2 separate regions of the Triticum aestivum genome follow, and region 2 is linked to region 1. The links are chromatin contacts, called in public Hi-C maps. All regions are on one chromosome and are shown on one strand. The core of a region is the stretch at or near the end of the contact, and the rest is flanking DNA. Distances in the headings are between cores, read along the strand shown.

What was found. Hi-C and Micro-C count contacts between places; a contact is called where the count stands out from the background.
Region 2: a contact with region 1 is called in a Hi-C map of leaf, with 7 times the contacts expected there. The contact joins the promoter of LOC123113939 here to the promoter of LOC123113910 in region 1. A contact is called at or near these places in 2 of 5 Hi-C or Micro-C datasets (both in leaf).

What each region holds. Positions count from the first base shown.
Region 1 is chr1B:166,854,776-166,859,402 of IWGSC CS RefSeq v2.1, forward strand. It overlaps LOC123113910 (arginine--tRNA ligase, cytoplasmic), which reads right to left and starts at 2,591. Exons shown (of 18, transcript XM_044535245.1): 1 at 2,343-2,591; 2 at 1,586-1,708; 3 at 1,366-1,499; 4 at 1,184-1,259; 5 at 941-1,042; 6 at 631-846. The coding sequence starts at 1,642.
Region 2 is chr1B:167,190,118-167,194,744 of IWGSC CS RefSeq v2.1, forward strand. It overlaps LOC123113939 (transcription initiation factor TFIID subunit 13), which reads left to right and starts at 2,323. Exons shown (of 5, transcript XM_044535274.1): 1 at 2,323-2,942; 2 at 3,032-3,069; 3 at 3,956-4,015; 4 at 4,602-4,627. The coding sequence starts at 2,606.

The DNA.
Region 1 (4,627 bases), core at 1,341-3,840:
CAGAATTAGTTGACGCTCAAACGGATGTATCTAGACGTATTTCAGTGCTAGATACATCCGCTTGAGCGTCAACTAATTCTGGACGGAGGTAGTAGATAAGAAAGCTTAGATATTAATAGTACATCTAATAATTACAAGGTTATAAAATGTGATCAAAGAGCAATCGAAGAGCTAAAGGAAAACACGGTAACATTTGGATAGACAAATTAAATCAAATTAGATTGTGAAGTGGAAACAAGCTCTAGTTTATCAAACTACCGAAGTACAGAAAGTAGTGCACATTGCAGCAATGAATAGAGTACATCATAGTGTCATAGGTAGTAAGTAGATCTCATGGAAAACACCACCAACAGAACCTGGCAAATATTTGGTGGCACAGAAGAACCGCACCAAATGAACATTTTAATGCATCAATGTGTCAAAGGTACATGAAACTGGAAATGGATGCAGGCCCAAATATCATAACCTCACCCAGGAAAAAATAAGGATGAATTTATGTGCATAACAACAATATCTATGAACCAAAAGGGTTCAACAGATTAAGGGGTCATATGTTTGTACCCGTATTTTTCACCAGAAAAAAGAAACTACTAATAAAGAAACTAAAGGTCATAGCACCAAATCTATTACCTGTGTACCCCAGTCTCCCACATGATTGCGTCGGAGAACTTCAACATTTGAGAATTCAAACATGCGTGCTAAGGTGTCTCCGATGATTGTTGACCTTAGATGCCCAACATGCATTTCCTTTGCAATATTAGGGGATGAGAAATCAAGTACTACCCTCTTAACTGGCAGAATTGATGCCCAAGTTGTGATGCCATTCACAAGCATATCTTGTATTCTCTGCAACAATGTAGTTCATTGGTGCTTAGCAGAAAGGAATTGTAGTATCAATGAATGCATGCAAAGCTTGCAGGTAAAACAATCTCAGGCAGACCTTAGCAACCCAGCTCTTGGATAAGACAATATTCACGAAACCAGGACCAGCAACAGAGGCTGATTCAATTACATCACAGGCAGGCAGGTTCTTAGCAATCGCCTGTGAAAAAATCAGCACGTATGAAAAGGTTGAAATGAATAAACAAGGAAATAATGGTAGTGGCACCTACGAAAGAACACTCCTACACGATGAGATCTTGAAGTAAACCACCAGCATCAAGAGAGTTAGGGTCATTCTAACCTGTCCGATTGCATTGGGGTTTTTGAAGCTTGTCCCGGATCCCTTTACTTTTGACCACAATCCCATTGCATTGTTGCTGCATACGGTTTAGGTAAAGTTTGAGCACATTGAAGGGATGCTAACATGAACAGGAGTCGCACATGTCCAGATCATCAAATAAAATAGACACATAGGGGACATACCACTGGTAGTCACCAAACTTTCCCGTGCAAACTTCAACTATCGGTTCTACATCCACTTCAGGCACTGTCGCACGGAGTGACAGAGCCACCAAGTTGGAGATCTGCTGCTTGACACTCCCAGCTCCCTGCAGGGCCTGGCAGTTTGAGACGCCACCATCACAATCAAGTAGACAGGGGCACACAACACAATCATCTCCAGAACCAGCAACCCAATACTCACCGGTGCTGCAGGTTCCTGGGCCGAGCCTGAGGCAGAAGTGGAGGTCTCGTCTCCCATGGTGGTGGAAGCGTAGCAGGCGCTCCTAGGTGACCTTGCGAACGGAGATGCTCTACAATGACCTAGCTAGATAGGCAGCACAAAGATAAGCAAGAAGGCCGAAATTAGGCCCCCCAAAAAAAGGAATTATTTAGTGAAGCTTGTCGAACTCCCGGATGGAATTTCCAAGATGCTATTTAACCGGATGCTACTTCAAGTGCAAGATGCTATTCAGTTCGACAGCCACGAATCCCCAAGCTACAATTTAAACCTAGCATGTCATAGGTTAACTTGAGCAGAGTACAGAATGAACCACAGCCTTTTTCATCCCCAATTCCAAAAGCTGTGGGTAAATTCGCATGCCCCCATACGCTGACTAGCAGATTCGTGCACAACAAATTTACTTTAGAGTGCTATAAACCGGAACCATGGGAAACTAAATTCAAACCAAACATCTCAAGCACCGTACACTCTAAACCCCGTAAAAGGTCCAGTAGACAATCCGCCATTCCCTGTAAAATCTTCGGAGCTCGCAGGCGCTGACCCAAAACCAAAAACCGCACCAAACTCAAACCCATGACCCCTCGGATTTCTGCTGCCAAATCAGACCTCGCAACTCCGGGCGACGCGGGGACCGCGCGGCGCCATGAACAACCGGAGCGGGGTGGAACCGGATGGGATTGGGGGAGGAGGAGAATTCGCGGGAGAAGCGAGGGCTCACCGAATCGCGGAGCAGCGCGGCGGGCGGAGACGAGGAGGAGTCGCGCGGGGGTAGGCGCCGCCACTACTGCAGTTGCTGCTGCGGCCGCGAGTGCCCGCATCTCGACCTCGTTCGCGAATAAATACGCTCCCACGCCGCGTGCAGGGAAAGGCTAGGCGAGGGTTTTCGCTCCGCCTTATCGGGCCCGTCAAGTCTCGACCTCTTTGGGGCGTGGATATGGAGCCAAACACAGCTTCCGCTCGAAATTTGCTTTGTTTTGACTTTTAAATTTCAGTCTTTGGGGCTTATTACGTGTGGATATGCCGAACAGGTTAAGATTTTTGAACAGATTTCGCTAAAAATCTGACGACATATGCCATATAAAAACATTTGATTTGACATGGTTAAAAATGTGACATCAGACTTTTAACACTCTTTTTCGAAAACAATAGACAAAGACATTGTGACATATATGTGTTTGTCTTGCAGTGTGTTTTTTAAGTGTGGATATACCAGCCGGTTAAGATTTGAACATGCATTTTTTTGCCTCCAAATACTATGCAACCGATGTTAGATTTCTAGCAATCTCGAGCGAATATGCTTGTCGCTGTTGGTCGAGGCACAATAATCTTGTCGTGGGCTAGTTGTCCTCATCAGCATTTTGTAACGCGTTGTATTGTATCATGCGCGAACGCCCGTGGCTGCGTGGTGGTGGACTAGATATCTGCTTCCAGAAGCACCTCTCACTTCCCGCTTGTTCCCTCCCCAATCTCGTCCCTTCTCATCTATCGACGGAGGTGGAGCGACGCGCGCGACGGTGGTGGAGGCACCGCCGCGGTAGCAGGCTCGAGAACGCAGAGGAGCAGATGGCGTCGTCTAGGTGCAGCTGGTGCTGGGAGAGGCGACGTCGAGCCCGTTGCAAGTATCAAATCTTGTAGTGGTAAATATAATAAATAAAAGTAAAAGAAAACAACAACGAATTACAAGCTTTGTTTTAATATAAAGGTGAATGGACCCGGGGGCCAATTCACTAGAGGCGTCTCTCTCATAAATAACATCGATGTTAAACAAATTATTGTTGGCCAATTCATAGACAAGCGCATAAGCATAATTAATATATAGGCCTCACGTCCAATGACAAGTAGACCGTAATCCAACTACATTTATTATTACTCCACCCCAAGACCGCAATCCTGCATGCATCTCAAAGTATTAAGTTCGTGACAAACAAAGTAACGCATTAAGCAAGATAACATGATGTAGACAGAATAAGATCAAGCAATATGCTCTGTAAGGGTATATTTCTCCCTAAGTGGTTTTGGTGATTGATGGCAATGCATTTGCGGACTAATCGTGTGCATTGAGCATTTCAGATATCTCATGTCTAGGCACAAGACGATTCGGTGTCCCTCGGAGCCTATCGAAGACGGCTGCTCTCTACGTTTCTTTTTGGTGGATTTGAATTGTACGAAAGTTGTACTATTAAGAGGGGGTACGCTTCAGAAAGGTTAGGGTGGAATCAACACGTACACATCTGTTTCTTTGTGTTGGGGAACGCGGTAATTTCAAAAAAATTCCTACGATCTCGCAAGATCTATCTATGTGATGCATAGCAACAAAAGGGGAGAGTGTGTCCACGTACCCTCGTAGACCGAAAGCGGAAGCGTTATGACAACGCGGTTGATGTAATCGTATGTCTTCACGATCCGACCGATCTTAGCACCGAACGTACGGCACCTCCGCGATCAGCACGCGTTTAGCTCGGGGACGTCCCTCGTACTCTTGATCCAGTTGAGGCCAAGGGAGAGTTTCGTCAGCACGACGGCGTGGTGACAGTGATGATGAAGTTATCGGCGTAGGGCTTCGCATAAGCACTACGACGATATGACTGAGGTGTGTAACTGTGAAGGGGGCACCGCACACGGCTAAACAATATCAACTTGTGTGTCTATGGGGTGCCCCCCTCCCCCATAAATAAAGGAGTGGAGGAGGGGGAGGGTCGGCCCTCTATGGCGCGCCCTGGAGGAGTCCTACACCCACCGGGAGTAGGACCCCCCCCCCCTTTCCTAGTTGGACTAGGAGAGAAGGAAGGGGGGAGAGGGAGGAAGGAAAGGGGGGGGGGGGTTGGCCCCCCACCCAATTCGGATTGGGCTTGGGGGGCGCCCTCCACCTGGCCGCCTCCTCCTCTCTCCCACTGTAACACCCAAGATGCGGCTATATCTCCCACGTGTCGAGGCACGATTTAGAGGCATAACCGCATTTTGGTATGGGCGTTACAAGTTGGTATTAGAGCCAGGTTCTAGGCA
Region 2 (4,627 bases), core at 1,073-3,572, 340 kb after region 1:
ACTATATTCCGGTTAAACCTTTATACCTATAAAAATTGGTCATCTACGACAAAGAAAAGCTCTTAATCAGGTCATTTACTGTTAAAACAGTATAATAAACACTTAAAACCAATCTACAAAACAATAAAGGACGTTCAGGTCATTTCGGTATGTTTCAGCTCCAGCCGCAGCTGCTATAGCACAACTACCAAACAACTGCACCTCAACTCCAACCTTTCAGCTACAGCTGCTCTTTCCAGCCGGAGCCGTTGCAGCTGCAGCCGAAGAAGTTGGAGCCCAAACAAACACACCCCTAAAAGCATCTCCAACAGCCGCGCTAAACTAACACCGCGCCACAAATTAGTCCGTTTTAGCGCGCGCGCAACGCGGCGGGTCGCTCCAGCGGGCGGGCAAAAACGGCACGCGCGCTATAACGAGTTGGGCGCGCGGTCAAAAACACTGTCCCGCGCGGTGTATTTCGGGCGCCCGCTACAGCGCGCGGCAGACTCGAGCGCTCGCGCCGCACTCTCTCCTCTCCTCCTCCTACGCCCCACGCGCGCCGGCGCCGGCGCCCTGCCACCCACCCATGGACGCGCACACCGGCACCCCGCTCACCCCGTTGTACAGCCGCCCCCCCCCCCCCCCCCCCCGCCGCCGCCGGAAACCCTAGCGCGGGAAGCGTTGGCATCACCATCGCCGGAGCTCCGCCGAGCGTCGGCCTCACGCGCAGCCTCTTCTTGCCGCCGTGGATGACAACGACACCGGGTGGCATCGCGCCGGCGCCGTCCCGTGCCGCCGCCGCACCGTCGAAGGTCCCCAATGCGACGCGGCCGAAGAAGGGCAAAACATCCGTGAAGAAAAACAAGGCGGCGGACGGCTCCGGCAGCACGAAGGCGAGGGGAAAGAAGCTTGCAGCACTTGGTTGGATGAACTTGTGGGCATGATTTTGAACTTGTGGGCATGAACTTTTATTCATCAACTTGTTTGTGTCAAATTTCACATGTTCATTGCATTTTGATGAATGTTTTCAAACTCATTTTGTGTCCAAAATATCATGTATGTTATATGTCCGGCGAGTCACGCGCGCTCTATTTTTGCTCGTTGCTGGAGCGGCGCGCGCGCTGCATTATAGTGCGGCTGCTGGAGTCAGCGCTGGTGGCCGCGCTAAACATGCCGAAGTGCGCGCGACAAACAGGTTTTTTGCGCGCGACGCTTAGCGCGGCTGTTGGAGATGCTCTAAACTCCAACCAGACACCGCATGTACGGCTAATTTTTTTAAATAATACATTTTTTATTAATTTTCATAAATATTACGCTGGGTAATTTTTTTTCAAAAATAATACACCGTCGGCCCGCTGCAGGCTGACTGGGCCTAGTCGGCCCACAGCAGGCCGATTGGATTCCAATCAGCCTACAGCTGGCCGACTGGCCCCTGTCGGCTCACTGTGGGCTGATTGGGTCCTGTCAGCCCATAGTGGGCCGACTGGAGCTAATTGGCTCGCTGTGGGCTAATTCTTTTTGCAAAAAAATAGGCATAAAAAATATATGTTTTAAAAAATGTTAATCATGTAATTAAAAAATGTTAAACGTGTATAAGAAAATGTTTCTGATGTATACAAAAAATGTACAATATATATGCAAAAAAGTTGACTAAAAATATGTTTTAAAAAGTGTTAATCATGTATTTAAAAATTGTTAAATGTGTGTATAAAAATGTTCCTTATCTATACAAAAAATATAGAATGTGTATGAAGAAAAGTTGACACCAAAAAATATGTTTGAAAAGTTGACATTTTTTCAAATACATGATTAAAAATTGTTAAATGTGTGTATAAAAAATATTCCTTATCTATACAAAAAATATAGAATGTGTATGAAAAAAATTGACACCAAAAAAATATGTTTGAAAAAATGTTCTCCAACACATTTGCCGGTGCTGCGTCAAGCACTTCTCTCAGGAATGGAGGCGTCAACACATTTGCCGGTGGAACAAGACGCAAAGGATGTACCAGTGGCAATCCTCCAAACACGTTGGCGCAAGATGGCGGGCGCGATGGTTGAGCAAGTCCAGGTACAGTGGTCACCTGACTCGACGCTGGGCACCTCCTGGGAGAACAAGGCCGCGCTCTTCGACAAGTTCCCTCAGGCAGAGGCTTGGGGTCAAGCCTCGACACAAGAAGGGGGGATGTCAGCGCCACTACCCCTGACATGCCGTCCCCACGTACCAACAACGACGGACCAGGAGCGGCACGGCCTCGTCGACAGATCAAGGCCAACGCAAGAGTGGCTGGGCCAGAATGGGTCCATTAGGCCCAGCCAAGACTACTACTTACCTTCCACGGCACCATCCAGGAGATCCATCCAGAGGATCAAGGCGAACCCGGCGGCTACCTCCTTCCCCTGGCTCCGAACCCTAGTCCTCCCCTTCGCCATTTTGTGTATCGAATCAAGCTTGTATCCCAGATAATTGCCACAGCTTAATAGATCCGCGAGCAGTACCTATCAGGGAAGCCCTAGACGGAGCCAGAGCCCGACGGATCAAGATCCCCGGGCGCCGCTGGGAAGCGTAGCCAGCCGAAATCTCTTGACCCTGCCTCGCCACTCTGTCCTGCCCCCCGGCGCTGAGATGCAGAACCCTAGCAGCAATCACCCTGCCCCGGCCGCGGCAGCGGCGGGGAAATCCAAGTCCTCGGGGCAGGCCGCGGCAGCGGCCTCGGGCCAGGGCCATCAGCCCTCCCCGGCCACGCCTGCGGCTGCCAAGTCCAAGTCCTCGGCCGCGGCAGGGGCCTCGGGCCACGGTCACAACTCCTCCCCGGCCACGCCGGCGGCCGGCAAGTCCAAGTCCTCGGCGCATGCCGCGGCGCCGGGCCAGGCGTCCTCCTCCAACCAACCCCACGCCGTCGGCGGCGCTGACGCAGCCGCATCGAGCCTTAAGCGCAAGCGCGGCGTCTTCCAGAAGGACCGTAAGGCCTTCTTCTGTTTTCTGAATTGTTAGTTCTTTTCTGTTTATTTTCCCCATACTTATGGCTCACTCCTATTCGTTTTCTTTCAGTGCAGCACATGATGTATGGGTTTGGGGACGATCCAAATGTAAGCTGGCCCATTACCAATTCTCTCTTTGGTTCCCTAATTTTTTGGTTAGGAATTATGTAGAACAGAATGCAGTCAGTGTAGTATATTTAAGAATTCAGGATGCAATGGGCCATAAGTGACATTTTGCAAGAAGAGTGGTAGCAAACAAGGGGTGGGTTTACCATGTTAGTATTTAATGGTTGAAAACTTGAAATATATTTAGAGAAGTAAAAGGGATATACCTGGAATTGGTACATTCCGTCCCAAAATTCTCGTCTTCAATTTGTTTACATAAGGATGTATCTATTCATATTTTAGTGTTAGATACATCCGTATCTAGATAAATCTAAGACAAGAATTTTAGGACGGAGGAAGTATTTGCTTAGACTGTGTTTATCAATGAATTTTGATTGTTGGTTAGCTTACACCTTTGCAATCAGACAACAGCCAATCCCTAACATATGTCAATGCATATGGATAGTGGTCGCATGTAATCTCTATTGAAAATTAAAATTATGTGTGCTGTTCATCTATGTTATGTTGAATGTGTGGAAGGAACTGCTAGTCTTTTCATCATGAGTAGCTACTGGCCATTTGGCCTCTCATGTTCGGGGCGAGCCGAACCGGATGCCTTTCTGTTGGGCAGGTCCTAGAGAAACCCCTAGTTTTTTGCCAACCAGCATCTATTGCCTCTCACTTCTTTTTGGGTGCTGCTGTGTGGATAGCCTGGTGTGCCTTGTAATATTTTAGTTTCACTCTTCGCATAGTAAATAAGTCAATGCTCCTACTAGGGATCTCAAAAAGAAAAAAAGACGGAGTAAAGAAACATGTCATCCCCCTTTTAAATCTTAGATGCTCTGGACTTACGATGCAACTGACCTTTTTTTTTTTGCTGGTTTTTCAGCCACTTCCAGAAACAGTTGCACTTGTGGAGGACATTGTTGTAGAATATGTTACTGACCTCGTAAGTTTCTCTTGCATTTGTACAGCTGTTTAGTTTATGTTTGGCCTGCTAAAAGAATACATACTATTCACAGATAGAAAGGTTTTGTTGAGGATTGCGTGACCCATTTCTGCCATTTGTACAACTATGTAGTTTATGTTTGGCCTGGTAAAAGAATACACACTATTCACAGATAGAAGGTCTTGTTGAGGATAGCATGACCCATTGAACCATTATTCATCTTTTCAATAGAGTCCATTAAGTACACTTAGGAAGTTCTGGGTAGTTTCCTATGCAAATAGACATAATTGGGTAACTGATTTTTCTTGATTAATAATCTGTATATGGATCGACATCTTGCACTGTACGATAGTGAGTCAATTTGATTTCAAGTAAATGTAGTGTACACATATGAGCAACTCATCTACCTGCCACAACCTTCCAACACAATCCATTCATGTTGAACCAAGAAATCCAGAATTGCGCTATATTTAACCAGTTATGCCAGTTTGCTTCAAGCTCATGGCTGTTTATAATTCCATTGTTTTTTTTAGAATAGCTTATGGTTCCATAGCTGAGTGAATCCATGGCGTGCCTTTTTTCCCAGGTCCACAAGGCTCAGAATGTGGCTTC